Regions from separate parts of the Sus scrofa genome. Here all the other regions are linked to region 3. Evidence: chromatin contacts called from public HiChIP or PLAC-seq data. All regions are on one chromosome and are shown on one strand. The core of a region is the stretch at or near the end of the contact, and the rest is flanking DNA. Distances in the headings are between cores, read along the strand shown.

Region 1 (3,287 bases), core at 136-2,635, 140 kb before region 3:
TAGGCACTAAGTTTGAAACCCAGTGCCTGAAGAGTTCCATAGAGGGCCCACAGAATGGTCGTAGATTTTGTTTTAAATTTGGGGATTCTGAAACAGACTGTACTTGAAAACTCTCTTTTATAGAGACAAGAACTCAAAAGCTTAGAACCCTCTACACCAGTCTGTGATAGGCTGAATTACTGACCCCAGTTCTCTCCCTGTACCACACCTTTGCCATGCCCTCTTCATGGATGGAGTGTATTTCCACACTTCTTGACTCTAGGATGTGACTTGCTTTAGTCAACGCCAGGTGGGTCACAATTGACCTGTTAACCTTCAGTGTAAAGTCTTAGCATGGTGATAGCTAAACAATTCAGGGCTTAATTCTCTAACATTATGGATAAGAATCTAAGAAGCAAAGTAACTTTCCTAACGAGACTTAATCTGAAGGAATAACTCAAGATAATAAGAATTTCATGGCAAGCCAGAAGATGAACACATTGAAAATGATGTTTTCAGCATTCTTCCTTCCAATCACAGAACACAGACCAGCATCCTCCGGTGAGTGTACATGTGGGTAATAGCACTGGTCCCTCCAGAAAACTTCACCATGTCACACTTAGCCAAGGAAAGAGCTGAAGTTCAATGGGACCACTTTATACTCTGCCAGGTAGGGACTCAGTGTTCTTGCAGCTCCTCTGCTCACCTCAGTTACTAACAATCATGAACTGCCTGTGGGAGTCAAAGCAAATGCCACTAAGTGCTACTGTCCTGAGCATGGTTTTTTGTTTTGTTTTGTTTTTGTTTTGCCAACCATTGAGCATTATACATCCCCATGTCTTTATTTTCTACACCAAGAAATCATCTTGCCTATTGGGCAATTGACTGTAGTAGTTATTTTACAGGCCGAGAGGAACTATTTGTTGGATTAGAGTCCAATAAAGACTCAGACTTGGAATTTAATTTCTCACTAAGATGTAAAAATGTATCCACACTGGGTGATTGACAATGTGTGAGAGAAGATACTACAAAAGGAATCTCCATACTCATGATAAACTGAAGGTCATCATTTTCATGCTTGTATGTGTCACAGAGCCCGGTGCTTTCAAAATACCACTGTGCTTCCTGGAAACTCTCTGTTGCCAGATATCCTGAATTCAGCCCAAGCATTCTCCCCATTCACAGCCATATGGTGGGTTCAGGACTGGAGGGAGATTAGCACTGCACTGTCCTTGCAGAAGGCCCAGACTATGCAATATTTAAATTAAAAAAAATAAAAAGATACACATCATTCTAGGCACATTCCATGCATCATCTCCATGACCCAGTTCCTGTTATCCATCAAACAGGTTTTAAAATAGTCCACGTTTTTCAGTCCTGCAAAGTCAACAGTACTGGAAAGTTGGCAGGTACAATTGTTTAAACAAAGCTCCCAAGTTTTCTGCTGGCAGGTGTTTCCAGAGTTCTTGGAGCACAATCCTTTGGATAGGATGGTTGCCAATATACATAGCAACAGGAAAAAAAAAAAAAAAAAGTGTTTTCCTTTGCCACAGTGGAGACACCAAAATGCCTTAGATGCAAACCTGAATATTCAGTTCAGGGGCTTATTTTGGCTCTAGGTCAAGGGATAAACAATAATAAAATCCAACAACTCTCAGTCCAGATCTGATGGGTTTCAGAGGCAAATGGGGCCATTTCTCAAATGGCAGTGTGCACCCCCCAGCCAGCTCTGCACAATCTGACCCTATGAGTTTGGGTCTCCCTTCTTTATCAATTCCCCCAGACTCCTAAATGTGCCATCCTCAAGCTTCCCAGCTAATTCTGCTTGAAATTGAGGCTGAGGATGGGGGGCTTGAAATTTAATATGATGAAGGCAGAACAGCTAAGACTTTATTCTTCTTCCTCCATCAGCCTTTAGGCACTGATTTCAGTTATTCTTAAATCCAGCTTTCCAAAATTGAAACCTGGGACTGCATTAAAAGCACATGACTAGTTTTATAATTTGTTCCTTGGCAGTTGGACTAATTCATATTTGCTGCCATTAGAGTCATTCCTTTAGTCATTCAGTTAAACTTGACCTTGGTGCTGGAACCCCACAAGGGAGAAATAAACCCTTGTCTCTCACCCTGAAGTGAATGAAAATAAATAGAAGATTTTTTTAAACACAAAACTAAACTCTGAGGAGGGGAAATATAAGCATGGTGGGGAAAGATTTGGGGGACAAGTTTTTAAAACTCAAAGGAAGTCAAAATATAACTGGCTTAGAGGGTACTTAATGGTCATTAAATTGTAACCCAATGAAAATTAAGCTCTTCAAATTCTGTTGACAAAAATTTAGAATATCAGGCACTACCATGTTAAGTCATTTCTTCTTTACTTATTTGCTAGTGGCAAATGCATAAAGTCTGTTATTTCATGCTTTTGTTAATTGGCTTTATCTTTGGGTTCACATTATGACTCTGTGTTTTCCATTTGTTCCATCTCCCCCTTATCATCTTCTCATTTAGTATCTTTGGAAGCTTCCCTACAAATTTCAAAATGAAGATATAATTTATGGGTGTTCTGGCTTTAGAAAGGGCCCTTTTTATATAGAGTCATGAATATAACCAAGGATTTTGTCCCATAAAATCCATCAATTTTGGGAAAAAGAACTGGCATTTAATTGTCAGGGATAAAAATCCACTTTTTTCATCATGTTAATTATTGCCACAAAAAGAAACTACATTGATCAGTTTCTCAGTTTTTCACCTGAGGAAGATGTCTGAAGGAATGAGTAGTTAAAATATATACACTTTGATCAGACAAACCTGAGTTCAAATTCCTGCATTGCTACCTATTTGTAGGGTGTTAAAAATGAGGCTCTTAATTCAGTAATGGTGGAATCCTGACACTGTCTCTTCCTAGCTCTGAGACTTGGATCAGCTTATTAATTCTCTGGGCTTTGTCTTAGTGGCGAATGGGCAACATAAGTGGATATGTTTGGGAAAATTAAGTAAGGCAATATATAGCAAGTGCAAAGCCCATAAAAGCAACGCATGAGGAAAACAGGGATAAATTTTAAGAAAAGTGTATCTGGCTACAACCCTGACACCACCATACTTTTTAACTTTCATTGTACTTTATCTCATGAGTAATCAATATTTACTGTAAAAAAAACAAAAACAAAAACAAAACAAAACAAAAAAACCTGGAAAATATAGACTTTTTTTTTTTCAAAATGAGAACTGTTTCATCACTTATAGAATTATCTTCCAGAAATAATTTCTATGGAGAGTCTATGGATTAAATTCTGTGAATTGAATCCTTTC
Region 2 (3,619 bases), core at 780-3,279, 180 kb before region 3:
ACTAAAAAATAACTTTGGTAATTAATAAACATGTCCAAACTTGCTTTTGTTGTTCCTTTGTGTAAATGGTTATAACTTATGATGAACAGTTAGCATGGCCCTCGTTTCCAAAGGGACTGTTGCCAAGTTGCTTCCTTCCAGGGAAAAAAAAAAAAAACTCTAAAAATAAAATCCATCAGTGAAATACCTTGGAACTCTTACTATTGTTCACCTTATAACCCATCATTTCTGTAAAATATTTCCACTCTAAGACCAGAAATTAGGTTGTCATTTTGCAGAATAGGGTCTAGAGGCACAATGGCACAATTTTACTTCATACATTCCCTTATTTATTGTGTTTTTTTTTAATGTTACACAAAATAGGATGGTAGAAGGTAGATAGATTAGTGGATTAAGAGTCTAAAAATCTGTATTTTGCAATATGCTAGTTGAAGGACTTTTTGTAAGGGATTGAACATCAATGGTGGTAAGATGTAGTGTAGCGTGCTGGAGAGGGATGCAAGAACAAAGGGAAGTAGGTCCAAGTCACAGCTTTGCTACTAGATGGTACTATTGCCTAAAGCTCTTCCTCTTCCCCTTTCGAGAGGTTCAATTTTTTATCCTTTCAATTAGAGAGGAGCTCTCAGTAATCTCTTGCACTCCATCCAGCCCTGTGATTCCCTGCAGAGGTGCCATGAATGAGGTAAATATGTTCAATATTGATTTGCGGAATTTTAAGAATTTCAAATCACCCAACAAAACTCAACATAAAAAAGGAAATCCAGAGAGTTCCCATCATGGCTCAGCAGAAATGAATCTGACTAGGAACCATGAGGTTACAGGTTCAATCCCTGGGCTCGCTCAGTAAGTTAAGGATCTGGCATTGCCACAAGCTGTGGTAAAGGTCACAGATGTGGCTCAGATCTGGCATTGCTGTAGCTGTGGTATAGGCTGGCAGCTGTAGCTCTGTTAGACCCCTAGCCTGGTAACCTCCATGTGCAGTGGGTGTGGCCCTAAAAAAAAGCCAAAAAAACCTGTAAACCCAGAGGCTGTGGTATATATACACAACGGAATATTATTCAGCCATTAAAAAGTATGCAATATTGGCACTGCAACAACATGGAGAGACCTAAAGATGATCATACTAAGTGAAAAAAGTCAGACAGAAAAAGACAAATACACCATGACATCATTTATATATGTAATCTCAAATATGACACAAATGAAATTATCTGTGAAACAGAAACAGACTAACAGACATAGAGAACAGACTTGTGGTTGCCAAGGGGGATGGAGCTTGGAAGAGGGATGGATGGGGAGTTTGGGATTAGCAGATGCAAACTATTACATATAGGATGGATAAACAACAAGGCCTTGCTGTAGAACACAGAGAAGTAGATTCAATATCCTGTGATAACCCACAATGGAAAAGAATATGAAAAAGAATATATATAGGAAAGAATGCATATACATATGAAAAAGAATATATATGTACACATATATATAACTGAATCACTTTGCTGTGCAGCAGAAATTAACACAACATTGTAAATCAAATAGACTTACATCAAAATTTTTAAGTGAATCCAGTTACTTCTTCCTAAAACTTGTAGCTGTCCACAACAGAGTGGCTCCATTTTCATTTCCCAAGTAATGGCCACATATAGATCAAGAAGTGAAATGAGTAAAAAAGCAGATGGTTTGGCACATTTTCTCTCTTCCCAATACTCAACTTCCGCTCATTGCAGTGAAAGTCCTATTTGCTTAGGGAATAAGAGATCAGCCTTGAGGATCCCAAGCAGCTATCCAGTCAAGGTCACTGAAAGGACAGAGGACAGCCAAGGTAAACAATTCAAAACTCCCTATGCTTATTTTTAGTTTGAAGTCTCAGCCTACTTTCTTATTTTCTTTCCAAAGTGCTTCCGCATAATCTGATTCTGATTACTAAATTAATGAGGAAATTTTGAGGTTTGGCCTTTGTTCACCAGTCTTGCTCAGGACTGTCCCATCCTCTGGTCCAAGGCATGCCATTTAATGTTCTTGAAATGCGATCCCCTTCTATCTGCAAAAGGAGTAGTTGTTCTCTACTCACCAAGAAGGATTAACACGCCCTGGGGTATGGACTCTTGCATTATTATTTATTGCATTATTATTTACCATCTATATAAATCAAAGCATCCCAAGAAATATTACATGTTGCACAAGTTATAAACTTACAAAACTAATAAACAAAAAGCACACAGCTGAGAGCAGCTGTTAACATTTTCCTTTGGGGCCCTGTATAGAACCCAGCAAATAAATAAGAATTCAATGATTTCCCTATAACTTAGCAGTAGGTGGCACTAAAAAAATCTGTGTTTTCTAAACCTGGTATATTCTATAGAATTTGTTAAATTCCCACCCTTTGGGCCCCTTATGTGAATTCAATATCACCGACTAAATGAAACTTGTGGCCAGGGGTCTTTTTCACTCACCTTATGCAATGAATGAGGCCAAGCCCTAGGCTTCAGAGACAGCTAATGACACTTAGAATTTTAAACCTCCTGCCTAATTACAGTCATGTTCCAGACATAGCACTCACCCTAACCTGCTCTGGAATCACAGGGTCAGTGCCAAAGCTGGATTTGTGGGAGGCAGAGTGGCAGTGTGGATTATCAGCAAGTGGAGGGAGGGAAAACTGGGGAGTGTGCCCAGGACATGCTCTGCTTTTCACTCCTCCCACAGGCATGTCTTTGTTATGACCCTGTGTGTCAAATGTAATTTCTGTTGTTAGAGGAGAAAGAAAGCAAGGAATGGAATGAGCAAGGAGAGAGAGCTATTAAAAAAATCTTTCATGAACCAGGCTCCCTGCTAAACCCTAGAGGCATGAAGATGGATAAAAGGCATGTTTGTAACTTTGTGATTCCACTAGTCTAATAGTGGAGGCAATATGTGTTCAAGATAATTATAAGAGTGTGATCAATTCAATTAGAGACACACAATGACTTCACTTTGTCCTCCCATTTATACTGGAATCACATGGAGTTCCCTTCGTGGCTCAGAGGTTAGAGAACCCGACTAGCATCCATGAGGACGTGGGTTCAATCCCTGGCCTCACTCAGTGGGTTAAGGATCTGGTGTTGTGGTGAGCTGTGGTGTAGGTCGCAGACTCCACTCGGATCCCGAGTTACTATGGCTGTGGCATAGCTGGTGGTACAGCTCTGATTATACCCCTAGCCTGGGAACCTCCATATACCATGGGTGCAGCCCTAAAAAGACAAAAAGACTATATATATAGGAATCACATAATATATGCACTAAGACCCTGAGTTTCAAGTCCATGGCTGTCTCTGGCTATGTGCATGCCCTTCTTTAATTACCAAAGCCTGTTTGGTGGCTTGGTCTTCGGTATCTACACCTATGACATGGGGGTGGGAAAGGGAGTAGCAGTCACATCTACATTATAGAGATGATTGTTAGGTACTAAGCAAAATAATATACGCAAATGTTTGGAATACAATAAGGGCTCAATAAATTCTAAGCTCTTTCTATGAGCACCCCTACTTTACAGATAAGCAAACAGGCCCCATCTGTGCAGAGGCTTATATATGAGTAGCAAGAACAGGACTTGAGTCCATATCCAATACTGAGCCCAAAGCCC
Region 3 (3,354 bases), core at 594-3,093:
TCATCTTTCAACCTAAACCACTTTTGTGAAAGAAACTAGGGGTAAAGGAGTTCCCTTGTGGCACAGTTAGTTAAGGATCCCAGGTTGTCACTGCAGCAGTTCAGGTTGCTGCCATGGCAGAGATTCAGTCCTTGGCCTGGGAACTTCCACATGCCGTGGGCATGGCCTAAAAGAAAAAAAGAAACTAGGGGTTAGGAGGGGAAAAGAGAGTTTCTTTTCTGTATGTCCACTTATTTAGTGATTTCATAGTTTTAGCTGTGTACATTTTCTAAAACAGAAGTATTTTAAGCACCAACATGGAAGCTACTAAGTTTGGACCTAGCAATTTTGCCAAAGTGGATTAAGCATCTCGGCTTCTAGATGCCTGAAAGCAGGGGGAGAAAGTTGGAGCTGCAGAGGTCCAGGGCACCAACTTTTTGCCAGTCACCAGCTCTGCTTGTTTTCCCAGCAGAGTCTGGGCTTCAGTGCATGGGGTTCCATCCCAAGAAGGGCCATCAGAGCCCATCTGGGTGGCAGAGGCCTCCTGCCCCCGTCGCCGCCCCTTCTGTCCTCCGAAGTCTCCACAGCTCAGGGAGGGAAGTAGGCCTCACAGCCCTTGGGGATACTGGGGAGTCCCACTGCTTCCTGGTTTTAGGGAAAGTAAGATGCAATCCAGTTAAAATCCTCTTCCTTCTGGGAAAGGATTGCTGCCTTTGCTTTTTCACAGGAGCACTGGTTCCTTTTTCTTTAAGCAGAAAACATTCCGAGACCAGCTGCCCAGCGTCATCCTTCCCATCTCCTCCGTGCCCCCTGGAAACCTGTTTTGGTCCACACAGAACTTAAAAATTTAAACACTATGGTTTATATGACTTTGAAGATTAGGACTTGAAATAAAATGGCTCTGGGTTATCATCTCTCCTCTGGAGACCTTTTCTTTGTTTAAAAAAAAAAAAAATCTCATCCATGAGATCAACAGTTGGGAAGAATTCTGATCCTGGCACTTTGTAGCCCTCACTGTGGTCACCTGCCCCCAGCTTCGGAGCACCGTATGGGCTATGCTGTAGAAATTGCTTCTTCTTCGTCTTCTTTTTTTTTCCTTTCTAGGGCCACACCCTTGGCATATGGAGGTTCCCAGGCTAGGGGTCCAATTAGAGCTACAGCTGCTGGCCTACGCCACAGCCACAGCAACACAGGATCCGAGCCACGTCTGCGACCTACACCACAGCTCATGGCAACACCAGATCCTTAACCCACTGAGTGAGGCTAGGGATCGAACCCACAACCTCCCGGTTCCTAGTCAGATTCATTTCCACTGTGCCACAGTGGGAGCTCCCTGTAGGAATTGTCGATGGTCAAATACTTCCAGTTTCTCCAGAAGAGGCCATGTCAAAGTTTCCTCAGGGTGGCTTTGTGCATTGGATGTTGCATTTAGATAAACACAGCAGAAAAAGAGAAAGCTCTTCCTTGGAAGCTGTTACAGGCCAGCTTTCCTAGAATTAGAGCTTGACCATGATTTTTGTGCAATGACCTATGGAAGTTAAGGTCCCAGGAAGAAGCTCGCAAATCCGTGGTTTCAGGAGAGCCCTGGCCTCAGCCTGATCCTGTGGGGAGCTCTGGAGCATGAACTGCACCAGTCATCCCCTGTAGAAGCAAGACAGTTAGACTGTTAAAGCTCCCCAATTAATTTGTCATTGGCTATAGGCTGCCCCTGGGGATGAGGCTGTCATGTTCTGGAAATCTCCAAGCCAGGAAGCTCCCATCAGCCAAGGGCAGTTCTCCGTAGAAGGGAGAAAGTGAGTCCTTATGTGACAACAACTGCGGCAGCTGAGGGCTGGCACTCTTGGCTTGGTAAAGGGGGTCTAGGCAGGCTACCAACCACACCTGCCAGGGCAGCCAAAACAGTTGGAGAGTCAGTGTGCTGATGCATTGTCTAAGGAGCAGTTTATGTCATATGCAAATCATGTCATTCCATTCTATTACATTGTATTATACAAACACATATCTCAGAGCTTAGTACTAAGACAGCATCGTTATTTGCTTAGATTGAATTACAGAATAACTCTGGAGGGGAACATGGAGGTCATTCATTTCAGCCCATTTTATTTATTTATTGTAAAGAAACTTAAAAATGTTTTATTGTAGTTGCTTTACAGTGTTGTGTTAGTTTCAGGTGAACAGCAAAGTGATTCAGTTGTACATGTACAGAGAGATATATCTTTTTTAGATTCTTTTCCATTGTAGGTTATTACAAGATATTGAGTAGAGTTCCCTGGGCTATACTGTAGGTCCTTGTTGTTTATCTATTTTATATTTAGTTGTGTGTGTATGTTAATCCCAAACTCCTAATTTACCCCTCCCCCGCCTTTCCCCTTTGGTAACCCTAAGATTGTTCTCTATGTCTGTAAGTCTATTTCTGCTTTGCAAATAAGTTCATTTTATCATATTTTTTGATCCCATATATTCATTTTATAGAAGTGATGAATTAGATCAGCCTAAACCCTTACTGGGAACCAGCTCTAATTCTCAGTTCTCTGCTCTTGCTTGAATGCAACCCAGCCCATATTTACTGAAAGCCTGCTATATATATAAGGCACAATTTCCTCAGGGAATTGAAAGACACAAAACGCAGCCTCTGCCTTGGGCGTTAGGCCTTTATAGTCCAGGAAAAGATAAAGGAATAGAAGAAAGAAGCAAGAGGTAACTATTATGCAAATGAGTTCAGATCTCACCCCAAGAGCAGTATAGATTAAGCGCCATAGGCACTTGAAGACAAAAGCAGCACACAGAAGGATGGTGGCTTGTGCTTGTCTCAAAGTGGGGGTGGGGCGCACTTCATCTCAGCTATGACAGAAAGAAAATATCCTGCCAGCTCTTCTAGTTGGGTGAGGCTGAAGAAGATAAATATGCAAGTAGGGTTCTGGGAATGGGGGAAGATCAAATAAACAAGAACAAGCCATCTCTTTTCAAAATGTCATTTTGCCTTAAATGCTTCAATTCTCAGCCTGGAAGGGCAACTTATTGAAAGTTTCACTCATTAAACAGGGTTATTTTGAAGCTAAAGGCCAAAGGTCCAGCTTGTTTTGGAGAAAAATGTTGAAGCCAGCCCACTCTTTCCTTTCAGCTCAGACATGTTTCAGTACTGGAGTGTTTTTATTTTCTAAATTGTCCTGTGATGCACTGGCATGTGTATTGTCCCACCCACTTAAATTAATAGCTATTCTAATACCCAGAATTTATGCATTTGCCACTTTGGAGAAGATCTAAGATGAATTCATTCATTTACTCAGCCAGGCATTTATTGAGAGCCTGTGGGGTGGGATGGCCTTGCCTTGGGTGCTAGGAAAACAGGAATGAGAAAGGAGCTCTGAACCTGCC

The links. HiChIP or PLAC-seq counts read pairs in DNA pulled down with a chosen protein or histone mark.
Region 1: a contact with region 3 is called in an H3K27ac HiChIP or PLAC-seq map of skeletal muscle. The contact joins two enhancer-like sites. A contact is called at or near these places in 3 of 47 Hi-C or Micro-C datasets (embryonic fibroblasts, heart right ventricle and liver) and 1 of 2 datasets of contacts at active chromatin or transcription factors (skeletal muscle).
Region 2: an H3K27ac HiChIP or PLAC-seq map of skeletal muscle shows a contact between it and region 3. The contact joins two enhancer-like sites. A contact is called at or near these places in 3 of 47 Hi-C or Micro-C datasets (embryonic fibroblasts, heart right ventricle and skeletal muscle) and 2 of 2 datasets of contacts at active chromatin or transcription factors (alveolar macrophages and skeletal muscle).

The regions. Positions count from the first base shown.
Region 1 is chr13:16,720,381-16,723,667 of Sscrofa11.1, forward strand. No RefSeq gene overlaps it. Among named protein-coding and RNA genes, the nearest start is that of TGFBR2, 62 kb to the right of the region's middle. Within about 2 kb of position 1,386, at least 18 of the 83 cell types and tissues checked have an H3K27ac peak or open chromatin away from gene starts, as enhancers often do. A contact at or near this core is called in skeletal muscle, where this site is marked.
Region 2 is chr13:16,676,197-16,679,815 of Sscrofa11.1, forward strand. No RefSeq gene overlaps it. Among named protein-coding and RNA genes, the nearest start is that of TGFBR2, 110 kb to the right of the region's middle. Within about 2 kb of position 2,030, at least 10 of the 83 cell types and tissues checked have an H3K27ac peak or open chromatin away from gene starts, as enhancers often do. A contact at or near this core is called in skeletal muscle, where this site is marked.
Region 3 is chr13:16,858,163-16,861,516 of Sscrofa11.1, forward strand. The region is part of intron 5 of TGFBR2 (TGF-beta receptor type-2); the gene reads left to right. Among named protein-coding and RNA genes, the nearest start is that of TGFBR2, 75 kb to the left of the region's middle. Within about 2 kb of position 1,844, at least 15 of the 83 cell types and tissues checked have an H3K27ac peak or open chromatin away from gene starts, as enhancers often do. A contact at or near this core is called in skeletal muscle, where this site is marked.